2 separate regions of the Pan troglodytes genome follow, and region 2 is linked to region 1. The links are chromatin contacts, called in public Hi-C maps. All regions are on one chromosome and are shown on one strand. Each heading gives the region's core, a stretch centred on a gene start, on an enhancer-like site or on the middle of the called end of the contact. The rest is flanking DNA. Distances are from core to core; before and after follow the strand shown.

Region 1 (5,740 bases), core at 2,516-5,015:
CACACGGTGGCAGGGTTCTGTCTCTTTATGATGGGTGCAAGATGACACTAGATGCTATGAGGACCATGTGTTTTTTAAGCAGGTAACCACACTGAACATGTTAAACAATATGTATCATGTGCTGAGTGTTTACTGTGTGCCAAGTGCTTCAAACTCATCATTTAAGTTAAAGAACAGCCCTGTCAGATAGGAACTACTCTCTGCCCTCCATGGCCAGCATATACAAAGAGGTATATTTTTCCAAATGCTTCCATACATTGTTTCTAAATGTATATTACAGTCCATAGTATGAGGGACACCAGGGGACCCTCCAGTGGGCGCTACAAGATCTTAGGGAAGAGGGAAGCTGAGGGTGGGCTTTGGAGAAGAGTCATTACAGAGATGAAGTGGCAGGTGGCAGGGAAAGGTATTTGGGAAGTGCGGAGGTGACATAAGAACGGCACATTGGAGCGTCATGAGGAGACTTCCCAAGATGGAAGGGACTTGAGGTCTGGAACCAGAGGGTGACCGGCAGGGTGGGTTTTGGAGAGTGAGAAACGTGGGCCCAATCTAATGTTCAGTGGAAGGTTCTTTGTCTCCCTAAGCCCTAAAATCCAGCGGTAAATCATCAATAACATAGCAAAGTTTTAGCCACCTTCCCTGTCTCAGTTCCTTCTTTGTTAAATGAGAGTCACAGTGCTTGCCCTGCAATCTCAGAGACTCAGTTCAAATGATTGTCACCCCCATAGGTGGGGGAGCCGGTGTCTGATTCCAGCTGTATTGCCAGGGCCTCAGTGCTCAGTACACGTTTGGTGGAGGAATGGACGCCATAGCCTACAATCCCAAAAGCTGCAGCCGCAGGAGGCAGCGTGGCTGGAGAAGGGTCCCGAGCCAGAAGAGGGCGCTCTTCAGCAAAACAAGGTTTGAAGGAAACCGCCAGGATGTTTCTGCAGGATGGCAGATGGAATTCACTTTAGGCTTTAGGATTTTGCAGGTCAAATCATTGCATTCTTATATCTAAACCTACCTCAGCCCTGGTTTCCTAACTAGAAAAAAGGACTAAAATGCAGTTTATTTCCTCTTTTTAAAAATTGTCCTCTTAATGCTTTAGGCACCTAAGAGAGATGCAATTATTTTTACTTTGGAGAGGCTTAAAAGAGCCACTGATTTCCTATAGCTCATGATTCTGCAGATCAGGGATGAAGGCAGGACTTGGCTGGGAATTTTTCTGCTGATTACAGCAATGACTGAGATCCTCCGTGGTATTCAGCGGCAGGATGAACTGGTCTGGGGGGTCTGAGATGGCTTCACTCACATGGCACAGAAGTAATTTTACATTTTGTGTGGTTATTTGACCATTGTCTGTCTCCCTTACTAGTCCAGAGGCTCCCAAAGGGCAGGGATTGTGTCTTTCTTGCCTATCATTTTATCCCTAGTGCCTAGCACAGTGCTGACCCATTAGAGTGTTTAATAAATATGTGTTAACTGACTCAATGATGTGATTCTTTATTTTTTATTTTTTATTTTTTTTTGAGATGGAGTTTTGCTCATGTTGCCCAGGCTGGAGTGCAATGGCACAATCTTGGCTCCCTGCAACCTCCACCTCCTGGGTTCAAGCAATTCTCCTCCCTCAGCCTCTTGAGTAGCTGGGATTACAGGCATGCGCCACCATGCCTGGATAATTTTGTATTTTTAGTAGAGACGGGGTTTCTGCATGTTGGTCAGGCTGGTCTTGAACTCCCAACCTCAGGTGATCTGCCTGCCTTGGCCTCCCAAAGTGCTGGGATTACAGACATGAGCTACTGTGCCCGGCAATGATGCGATCTCTCTCTTTCTTTCTCCTTTCCTTTCCTTTCTTTTCCTTTCTTTTCTTTTCCTTCTTTCTTTCTTTTTCTTTTTTCGGAGTTTTGCTCTTTTGCCCAGGCTGGAGTGAAGTGGTACGATCTCAGCTCACTGCAACCTCTGCCCCCTGGGGTTCAAGTGATTCTTCTGCCTCAGCCTCCCAAGTAGCTGGGATTATCAGTGCCCACCACCACACCCGGCTAATTTTTGTATTTTTAGTAGAGATGGGATTTTGTCATGTTGGCCAGGCTGGTCTTGAACTCCTGACCTCAGGTGATCCGCCCGCCTTGGCCTCCCAAAGTGCTGGGATTAGAGACATGAGCCACCGCACCCGGCCTATGATGCAGTTCTTATGAAAAGTGTTGGGATCATCAGAAAAAAGGCATAGGTGGGAGTTGATGAGGATAGTAGCTCAGTAAGTATGCAAATTGAGCTAAGCCCTTTATAACCTGGCTGTTGGTATTATTTATCCCCATTTTACAGATGAGGAGCTGAGGCTGCTGTTACACAGCTTCAAAGGTTGATGCACAAGAAACATCTTTTTTTTTTTTTTTTGAGAGACAGAGTCTTGCTCTGTCACCCAGGCTGGAGTGCTGGAATGCAGTGGCATGAGCCTCTGCCTCCCGAGTTCAAGCAATTCTCCTTCCTTAGCCTACTGAGTAGCTAGGACTACAGGTGCACGCCACCACGCCCAGCTAATTTCTTTTGTATTTTAGTAGACATGGGGTTTCACCATGTTGCCCAGGCTGGGCTTGAATTCCTGAGCTCAGGCAATCCGCCTGCCTCGGCCTCCCAAAGTGCTAGGATTACAGGTGTGAGCCACCGCGCCAGGCCAGAAACATCTTTTTTGTATCTCAAAGGAGATGGCTGGGTGCGGTGGCTCATGCCTGTAATCTCAACTCTGGGAGGCCGAGGTGGGCGGATCCATTGAGGCCAGGAGTTTGAGACCAGCCTGGCCAACATCTCTACCAGAAATACAAAAATTAGCTGGGCGTGGTGGCGGGTGCCTGTAATCCCAGCTACTTGGGAGGCTGAGGGAGAAGGCGGAGGTTGCAGCGGGCCGAGATCGCGTCACTGCACTCCAGCCTGGGCGACAGAGTGAAACAAAACAAAACAAAAATTTTAAGCACAGCAATAACTTGCTTGGTCCCTGATAGTCCTGGGAGTAAATTCAGGATTATCGAGGACCAAGCAAGTTATTAAAATTGATTATTTGGGAGATAAAAACCCGATGAAATAGCAAAAGGGTAGACGCCATGTTTTCAAATTAGTCACAAATATTCTGGATTCTTGCTTCTACAGTTATCCGAATAAAAGCAGCAAAACCACCCCAAAATTTGAGGTGAACATTACTTGGATGTCTGTCACCACATTCACCTAAAGCTGTTCCTTAACATCCACATACTTGTTTGTTTTTCTTCCTGGATTTATTTATTTTTGATGTTTCTACACACCTGGACTGCTCTCTGACATGGTATGCTTCTTTCGTTTTATCAAGTAACAGGCTGGCCTTTAGTCACAAGTGTGGCATTCGGGAAGCCAACATGGTTTAGTGATAGGGTTCTTGTTGGGTGTGCAGATTGGGGCATTTCGCAGATTATCTGATGCTCAGTCTCTCTATGGGCTCTGCCTTGCCTAAAGGGCAAGTGTGTGTTCATCAAACAGGGCTTCTTTAGGCCTTGTTACTGTGATGGGGGAAATACTCCAAAGTGCCAGGAAATCCTGCCCGGGCAGGGAGCAGGACTTCTCAGTATCCCAGGGATTCGGATCTCAGCCCCCTGCAGCCAATCAGCAAAGGAGCTGTTTCAAACTGACAAGCAAAACAAAGCCCAACAAAAGCAGCTGGAGCCCAAACAAACAGAGTTGGGTGAGGTTGGGAAGGGGAGTCAGGTCTGGCGTCATCCGGCTCCAGGCCAGGCTGTTGCCATGGTGACAGCCAGTCCGTTTACCAGCGGGCAGCAGAGCCAGCTTTCTGAGGGGGAAGCCCAAGGAGGGGAGGAGGAGCAGGGGTGCCCCAGGGGAGCCTGCGCTTCTCCAAGTTACAGAAACCCATAGAGAAGGCTCGGCCACTTCCAGGGAGCAGTGCCTTCTCTCAGGAGCTGGGCAGGCAGCCCGGGGGGCAGTGGGCTGGGAGAAGCCGGCCTGAGAGGGACGGAAGTGTCCACTGAACAGGCAAAGAGGCCTCTGGGAAGGCTAGAAGGCTTTCTGGGCAGAACGGATTTGCAGCTGTGTTGGCTTTCTGGGCAAAAGATGAATTGAAGTAAATCACAGAGTGTTTTAAAATAAAAAACTCCCCCAAACCACACACACACACACACACACACACACACACACACACACACGCCAATGGAGGAGAGAGAGGGCTTTGGGAACCTCAGCGGTGGAACACGGAAATACCTTATATTCTTCTCCAGGAGCATTTTTTTTTTTCTACTCTGATGATGACAACTCAAGTAATTACCTGCAAGACAAGAAGAATGAACAACAGTCAATGCAAAATGTTAGAAAACATCTGCTTTGCAGGGCTTGTCTATCAAAGCCCGGCTCTGTGCCTGAATGGTGTTCAGGTCCCTGAAGGTGGGCCGCTTTAGGATATAGACACTCTTTCTGGCCAACGGGCAATATGAGCCAAAACAAATGCAGTGGAAGAAAGAATCTTGGCATCTTCCTCCAGAAATCTTGCTGCAAAAGTGTCTATCACACAGAAGGAAAAATAGCTTATGATTCTACTCATGTGAGCTTCCTAGAGTAGTCAAATTCAAACAGACAGAAAGTAGAGGGGTGATTGCCAGAGGCCGAGGGGAGGGGAAAATGGGGAGTGAGTATTTAATGAGTATGAAGTTTCAATTTGGGAAGATGAAACGTTCTGGAGATGATGGTGATGAGAGTTGCACAACAATGCGAATGTACTTAATGCCACTCAACTGTAGACTTTAAAAGTTTCAAACAGTAAACTTTGTTATGTATATTTTACCATGATAAAAATAAATATGTCTGTCAGTAAAGACTGTCTTCTTGCTGCAGCAGGAAATGGTGTTGGCTTGAAGGCCAGCATCGAGGGCACATGGGTTCACCTCTTTGAACCTCAGCTGTGTCATCCATCAAATGGAACTTACACTATCTTCCTTACTGCCAACTGTGAAGAGTGGATATGAATGCATTTAGTGAACAGAAATGCACCATAAGAATGTAATTTTTTTTTTTAATTTGAGATGGGGCCTCCCAAAATGTTGGGATTATAGGCATGAGCCACTGAGCCTGGCCAAGAATATAAAATGTGATTAAAGTATTATTTCAAAATTCATTGTTATGGTACCCAAATGCCAAGAGGCAAAAGGAAAGGAGAAAGGGAGAGTTTTGGAGGAAACTAAGGAAAGGGTTATTTATATCTGGCATTTCTAGGAATTGGAAAATACCCAAATACCGTAGGAGAGTTGGAGAGAATTTTGGGCTCGTGCTCAGGGGCCTGAAGGTAAGACCAACTTGGACTATCATGGCAATTTAAAATACTTCTCCCTTTTGCTCTGCCTAAATTGAGAAACAGGTTAAGCCCACCCATCAAGAGGAAATGAAACAAAATGAAATAATGTCAAAACATCACCTCTCAAATTTCATGAAGGGAAATGGTACAGTTACAACACAATGCTGGGTGGAAGCTTATGGGACCTGGAGCCTCCAGGCATGGGTAGAACCCAGGTTCATCACCAGAGAGTCCCATTAACTGTCAATGATTTATTCAATGCATTTCTTTTTTCTATTTAAAGAAATAAGCCATTGGCCGGGTGCAGTGGCTCACGCCTGTAATCCCAGCACCTTGGGAGGCTGAGGCAAGCAGATCACTTGAGGCCAGGAGTTCGAGACCAGCCTGGCCAACATGGTGAAACCCTGTCTCTACTGAAAATACAAAAATTAGCTGGGT
Region 2 (5,618 bases), core at 943-3,442, 120 kb after region 1:
GCTGCCCTGGAGAATCACCTCAATCCACAGTTGTCTTGTGTGAGTGGGAAGTAGCCTTTCTTTTGTTAAGCCAATGAGTTTGGGGGGATATTTGTTACCGCAGCAAAACCTAGCTTATCCTGACTATTACATATGCCCAATGTTGCCTGACTTTGATATTTTTAAAAGAGAAGTTTGAAATCTAGATTTTTTTATATGAAATCTTTGCTATATGAAAAAAATATTTTTTTCTACAATTATTTTTTTGAGATGGGGGTCTTGCTATGTTGCCTAGGCCAGACTTGAACTCCTGGGCTCAAATGATCCTTCTGCTTCAGTCTCCTGAGTAGCTGGGACTACAGGTGAGCACCACCATGCCTGTCTTTTTTAGAAAAACAAATTTAAGGTTGAAGCCAGAAAAGCCAGATTTTCAGCCTGCCAGCTACGCGTTTGCAATTTTGGTCTATACAATTTGAGTAGAGACTGGAGCAGCAATCCTGTCTGAACTCCTACAGTGCTTATAGCCTGTGTCGCATCATTAGCTCTTAGCTACTCTTTGTCTTGCTATTCATTAGTTTGTAAATCATTTTTCCTAATTAGATGGGACATAGAACAGGTGAGAAATCATGTCTTAAACTTTGTGTATCTTAAAGGTGCACAATAGGTTTTCAGTATATACTAGGATAAAGACTAATTGATTGGCTGATTACTCAGAACTATCACTTTCTCCTTTGATTTTGGAGGAGCAGGTCTGGGGAATTCATTATTTTACCTCACCATTTCAGTTTTCCCCTCTTTACAAAGAGCTCGGGATTCATCAATCTCCATTAAACTTCAAAATGAAATAGTCCACATAAGTCAGAGATGCAAAACCCAATGTATTAATTAGGACTTTTCTAATTGCAAGTAATAGGAAACCCAAATTCAAACTGCCTTGGGTAAGACATAATTTACTGATTCCTATAGCTAAAACCTGCAGAGGTCAGGATGATGTCAGGCATGACTGAATTCAGGAACTCAGGTAATGTCATTGGAACTTGATCTGTCTTTCCCTCCGTGGCTTGGCTCTACTTTTCCTCCCATTAGCTTCACTCTCAGTAGATCCCTTTCACGTGGGGCTTCTGGCAGCTTCTCTTTCCAGCAGATCCACAAAATTCCCAGTCTTGTGAGATTTTCTTGGGATATGTGACGATCTCTCAATCAGCCCATTGACTAGGGCTGGGCGTGTTAATCAGGACTTTTCTAGTTGTGATAGGAAACTTAAATTCAAACTGCCTTAGGCTGAGTCACTTGTCTGTCCCTAAGAGCCAGTGGTAAATCAGCTCCATCCAGCATCCAATGTCTGCATAAAGGACCCAGTTTATTGCTTCTCCCTCTAGCCACTCCCAGAGGCAGTGACTACGTAGAGGGGCCTAGTAGGGAGTATGTGGCGGAAGGGAGGCCTTGAAGCTGTGTTCTTACAGCGTCCTATATGAAACTGAAAAGCATCCATATCAAATAACAGAGAAGATCTAATGGAGATTATAGAGAGGTAGAGGGGACTAAAGGCCTCCCAAGTCACCCCTTGGTGCCACCTCTGTAACATATTTAATTTGTGGGGGAAGCAAAGGCCCAGTAGGACTGCTGGTGGCCCAGCCACAGTCCAAAACAGGCCCTAGAGAGGACGCGCTCTAACCACACACCCTAATTATTAGTCCCTGAATATAGATCAGTTTAGTTTATCCAAAGCCCCAGCTGAAGACACATCAAGTACTATTGCCTCTGTTCCATGTTTTGTTCCATATAAACATCCAGACACAGGTCTCATGGGAGAAACATCATGAGGCAGTTTCACAGTCCCTGGCTTTGATCTTTACGCTGTAGTAAAGGTGTCATTGGCCTTTCTGGGGCGAAGAGTCATGCTCTTCCACAAGAGTATCAAATTACTGCTCATTTTCCAATGTATATTCTTTCAGGGCCTTGCTTTCTTCTTACCTGCCCACACCAATGCTGTGAGGGAGACTGCTGATGGCGAAGGTGAAAATGGTCAGGCAATGTCATTGGGACTTGGTCTGTCTCTCCTTCCATTAGCCCACTTCTTTTATCCAGAAAGATTTCACTGCACTGGGGAAATAAGGAGAATAAAGTCTCATGCACTCACTCACATGAGAGAGACATGCATGTTCGGGTTTGCTCAATTGCACCCATCTGTCTCAAGTCTTGTTGTTTCTTTCACTCTGAGCATCTGCACTCCAAGAAGGCATGAACTTTTTCTTTCACTTCCTTTCTTCTATGGGTGATGACCTGACATCACTCTCAGAAAGGAGGCCGAAAGTCGCTGAGTATAAAAATCGTCACTCCTATCTGGCTTAGGCAGAAGGTAGGGGGCTCGATGGGTACCCAGGAGCTCTGGAGGTAGGAGATGCCGTCTAGGGAACCCCGTTCTACCTGAGGGCTCTGTGTCTCTGCCTTTGTATACTGGAGGGCACCATGGATGTCGCCTTCCCTCTGGAGTCCCCTTCACCATTTCCTCTCTAGAAGGATGGAAGGTGGGAGTGGGGTTGGCTATTGAAGCTGGAACGGGGAAGAAGGCCACTTGGGGTCTGCTCACTGCTGTGTCCTGAGTGGAAAGGAGAAGCCCGCTGGAGCAGGGTACAAGCCCAAGGGTCAAACTGCGCCAGCAGTAGAGCAAGCCGCGGTCTCAGGCTGCAGCCCTAGCAGAGGTCAGGCTGGTGCAGCCAGCCGTCTTGGGGCCTAAGGGCGCTGGCGGGGGCCGGTGGGTAGGGGTAGGAGTCCCCAAATGCCTTCATCTCAGCCCATCCTTCTCCACCGAAAAATAAAGCAGGCTGGCGAGATCGCCTCCTCACCCGCTCAGTCCTGAAGTGTCCAAGGATGAAACTGTGCGGAAATTCTCCCTGTCGCTCTCAGTTTGGGGGGGAAGCGCCGGGACTGAGGTACATGGTTAACACAGGCTGTGCGTGAAGGGGCTTTTGACTTTTCCCCCGGCTCCGGCCTCTCGCGCCTCTCTCCTAGGGCTGCGGCTGCTGCTGCCTGGCGGGCACAAGCCGGGCGGCGGTGCGCGGGGGGTGCGCTTACATAACCGCTCGCCGCGTCCTGCTTTCTCGAGCGCTCCTGCACCGTGGGGTGGCGGAGCCGGGGGACTGCATGGAACCCGGGACGCCCCCGCGGGGAGAGGAGCGCGAGCGGCCGCGGGAGGAGGGCGCCCAAGGCGGCGGGGGAGGTTAAGGTCAGTGGGTGTGAAGCGCCGGCTCCACACCCCCTCCTCCCCGGTCCCCTCCTTCCCTTCCTCTCCGTCCCCCTCTGACGTCTGGAGCTGGCAGCTCGGCCGGTTCCGCATTCCCGACCCCTCCCCGCCGCCCAGGGGCCGCTATATAGCCGGGGCTGATGCAACCCGTCCCGCCGCCCGCCACAGCCTGCGGGAGGGACGCTCGGCGGCCGCGACGGGGGGCGCTGGCGGCGGCGGACGCTGCAGCGGCGGCGGGGCTGGCGCCGCGGCGGCTCCCGGGCCGGGACAGGCCTGGGCACCGGGCGGAGCTCCGCGGCCGGGCGGCAGCGGCGCGGAGCGGGCACGGCGCCTGCAGCCGGGCCCCGGCCCCGGGGGCGCCGCCTCCGCCCGCAGCTTCTGCACGGTGGGTGCGAGGGCGCGCGCTGGGGGCGCCGGGACGGGCGGGGCGGGGCGGGGCAGGGCGCGGCGCGGGCACCTGGGACGGCCGCCCCCGCGCGGGCGGAGCGCGAGGAGCCCCAGCCCAGCCCCGCGGGGAGGCTCCCGCAGCCCAGGGACCTCGAGCTTTCCCCGCGCCGGGCGCTGCAGCCGGGCCCCTCCCGCGAGGCGCCCGGCAGCCTGAGGCTTCCTTTTGGTTCCCGCCCCGGGACGGGAGGCTCGGTCCGCTCCCTGGACAGCCGGGGCGCTCCCTCCTTCTCCCTCCCGCGCTCTCCTCCCCCGTCCGTTTGCAGGGAGGTGCTCTCCTCGGGCGGCGGGGAAGGCGGGGTGAGTGGGGAGAAAACTGCCCGCAGAGACGGGCTGTGCGGGTGGAGATGGAGGGTGAAGGGCCAGGGAGGTGCGGGGTTGGGGTCGGGGTTAGATTGTGGAGGGATGACAAGGACCTCCTGGCAGTGAGGAAGCGCGACTCCCGGAGGACCCGGACCCGGAGGAGAGTATTGAGAAGGGCTCGGGATTTCCATCCAATGAAGGCAGCTTCTCTCATGGCCATTGCTTTGGAGCTCTGGGCTGGGAGGGGATCTAGGGGTGGCCGGGGTCCCCTTTGGGCTCTCCTGTCTCCCACGCCAGGTTATATAAGGAGGCAAGCCGGCTCCTGTAGGTAACCAGCCTCTCCCTTGCCCAGCCCAGCTTAGAAGGCTCTCCTCTGCTCCTCCCCTCAAAGGAGGTTGTCGAGGGGTAGGGGTGCAGTGGGGGGTGGGAGAGTGTAGGGGTGGATTGGGCCTTCCAACTGGATCCCTGGACCCTGGGATGGCAGAGCCAGGCTTTGCCTGGGTCAGTAGGAGGAGCAGGGAAGATGAGAAGGCTGGGGAAGATGGGGAGGTCCTGGCTCTTTTGCAGGGATGGAGAGGCTGGTGGAAGGAGAAATCAGCCGACCCCCTTGGGTCATCTCCAGTTGCAAGATGGCGTGGCCCTTGCCCAGGGTGCTGCCCTCCCTGTTGGAATCCAGGGCATGGGGCTATGGCCCGACCACGTGTGCTCAGGGCAAATGTGCTCAGGTCTATATCTCAGAAAGGGCTTGCAGCCTGCTTAGGCGTGTGTACCCAGGCTTAAATCTTGGTGGTCTCTCCCTAGGGTCTTAATTTGAGGAGCATCAGGAATTGGGAAGCTTTGAACCATGTTTGGGTACATTTGTACCCAAACGTCCTTTAAGCCCTTGGTAGAAACTGTGTTCGCGTATCATCTCCCTTCCCCCGAACCTTCCTTCCCTGAGGGTTTTAAAAAACACTTCCCATTGCTTTTACCTTTCCAGCAAATCTGGCTGCAGCTTGGATGGATAGCTTATCTTCCTTTGCAGGTTTCTAGGGGAGAGTTTAACCAGGTATCAGGTGTGAGCATGGCTCTGATTTTATATAAACCTGAGGATCGAGGAAGAGAAGCAAAATCTATTCTCATACCTCTGGGTGGTTAAGGTTTTTCCTTGTTTAGAGCAGGGAGGATGGATTTCTCAAAGACTCTTCTGTTCCCTTCTACTTTGGCTTTGGTTCAGAGCTGCAGGCAGCTCCAGAATCTTCCTGAAGAGCTGGGTGCTGTGTGATTTGAAGGGCTGCAGGAAGTCATGGGTGTGTAGACCTCTGGCTTTTCTCCTAGGTGGGCTGCAGGAAGTCATGGGTGTGTAGACCTCTGGCTTTTCTCCTAGGTTGGCTGCAGCCACCTCCAAGGAGATGTGTTGCAAAGTGGTGACAATGCCCCCTAGGAAGGGTTTGGATAAGGGTCTCCCCACTCATCCACTGCCTAACTTTTGCAGCTACCAGGGAATGCTCCTCCTGACTCCCTGGATTTGTTGTCATCTCCCTACCTGTTTGTAGGATGTGTGGGCATTTTTTTCCAACCTGCAGAATCCCTGGCAGGAATAGGCTCTCTGGGCCTCGTTTGTCGTGGGGCTACTGGTTTTGCAATGGGCTGTCTCTCTCGAGTGTCT

Evidence for each region. Hi-C and Micro-C count contacts between places; a contact is called where the count stands out from the background.
Region 2: a contact with region 1 is called in a Hi-C map of stem cell-derived neural progenitor cells, with 4 times the contacts expected there. The contact joins the promoter of JDP2 here to the enhancer-like site in region 1. A contact is called at or near these places in 1 of 7 Hi-C or Micro-C datasets (stem cell-derived neural progenitor cells) and 1 of 1 other capture datasets (stem cell-derived neural stem cells).

Annotation. Positions count from the first base shown.
Region 1 is chr15:73,259,721-73,265,460 of NHGRI_mPanTro3-v2.0_pri, forward strand. No RefSeq gene overlaps it. Among named protein-coding and RNA genes, the nearest start is that of FOS, 31 kb to the left of the region's middle. Within about 2 kb of position 3,766, at least 18 of the 24 cell types and tissues checked have an H3K27ac peak or open chromatin away from gene starts, as enhancers often do. A contact at or near this core is called in stem cell-derived neural progenitor cells and stem cell-derived neural stem cells, where this site is marked.
Region 2 is chr15:73,377,362-73,382,979 of NHGRI_mPanTro3-v2.0_pri, forward strand. JDP2 (Jun dimerization protein 2) reads left to right here and starts at 2,193. Exons shown (of 4, transcript XM_063793736.1): 1 at 2,193-2,338.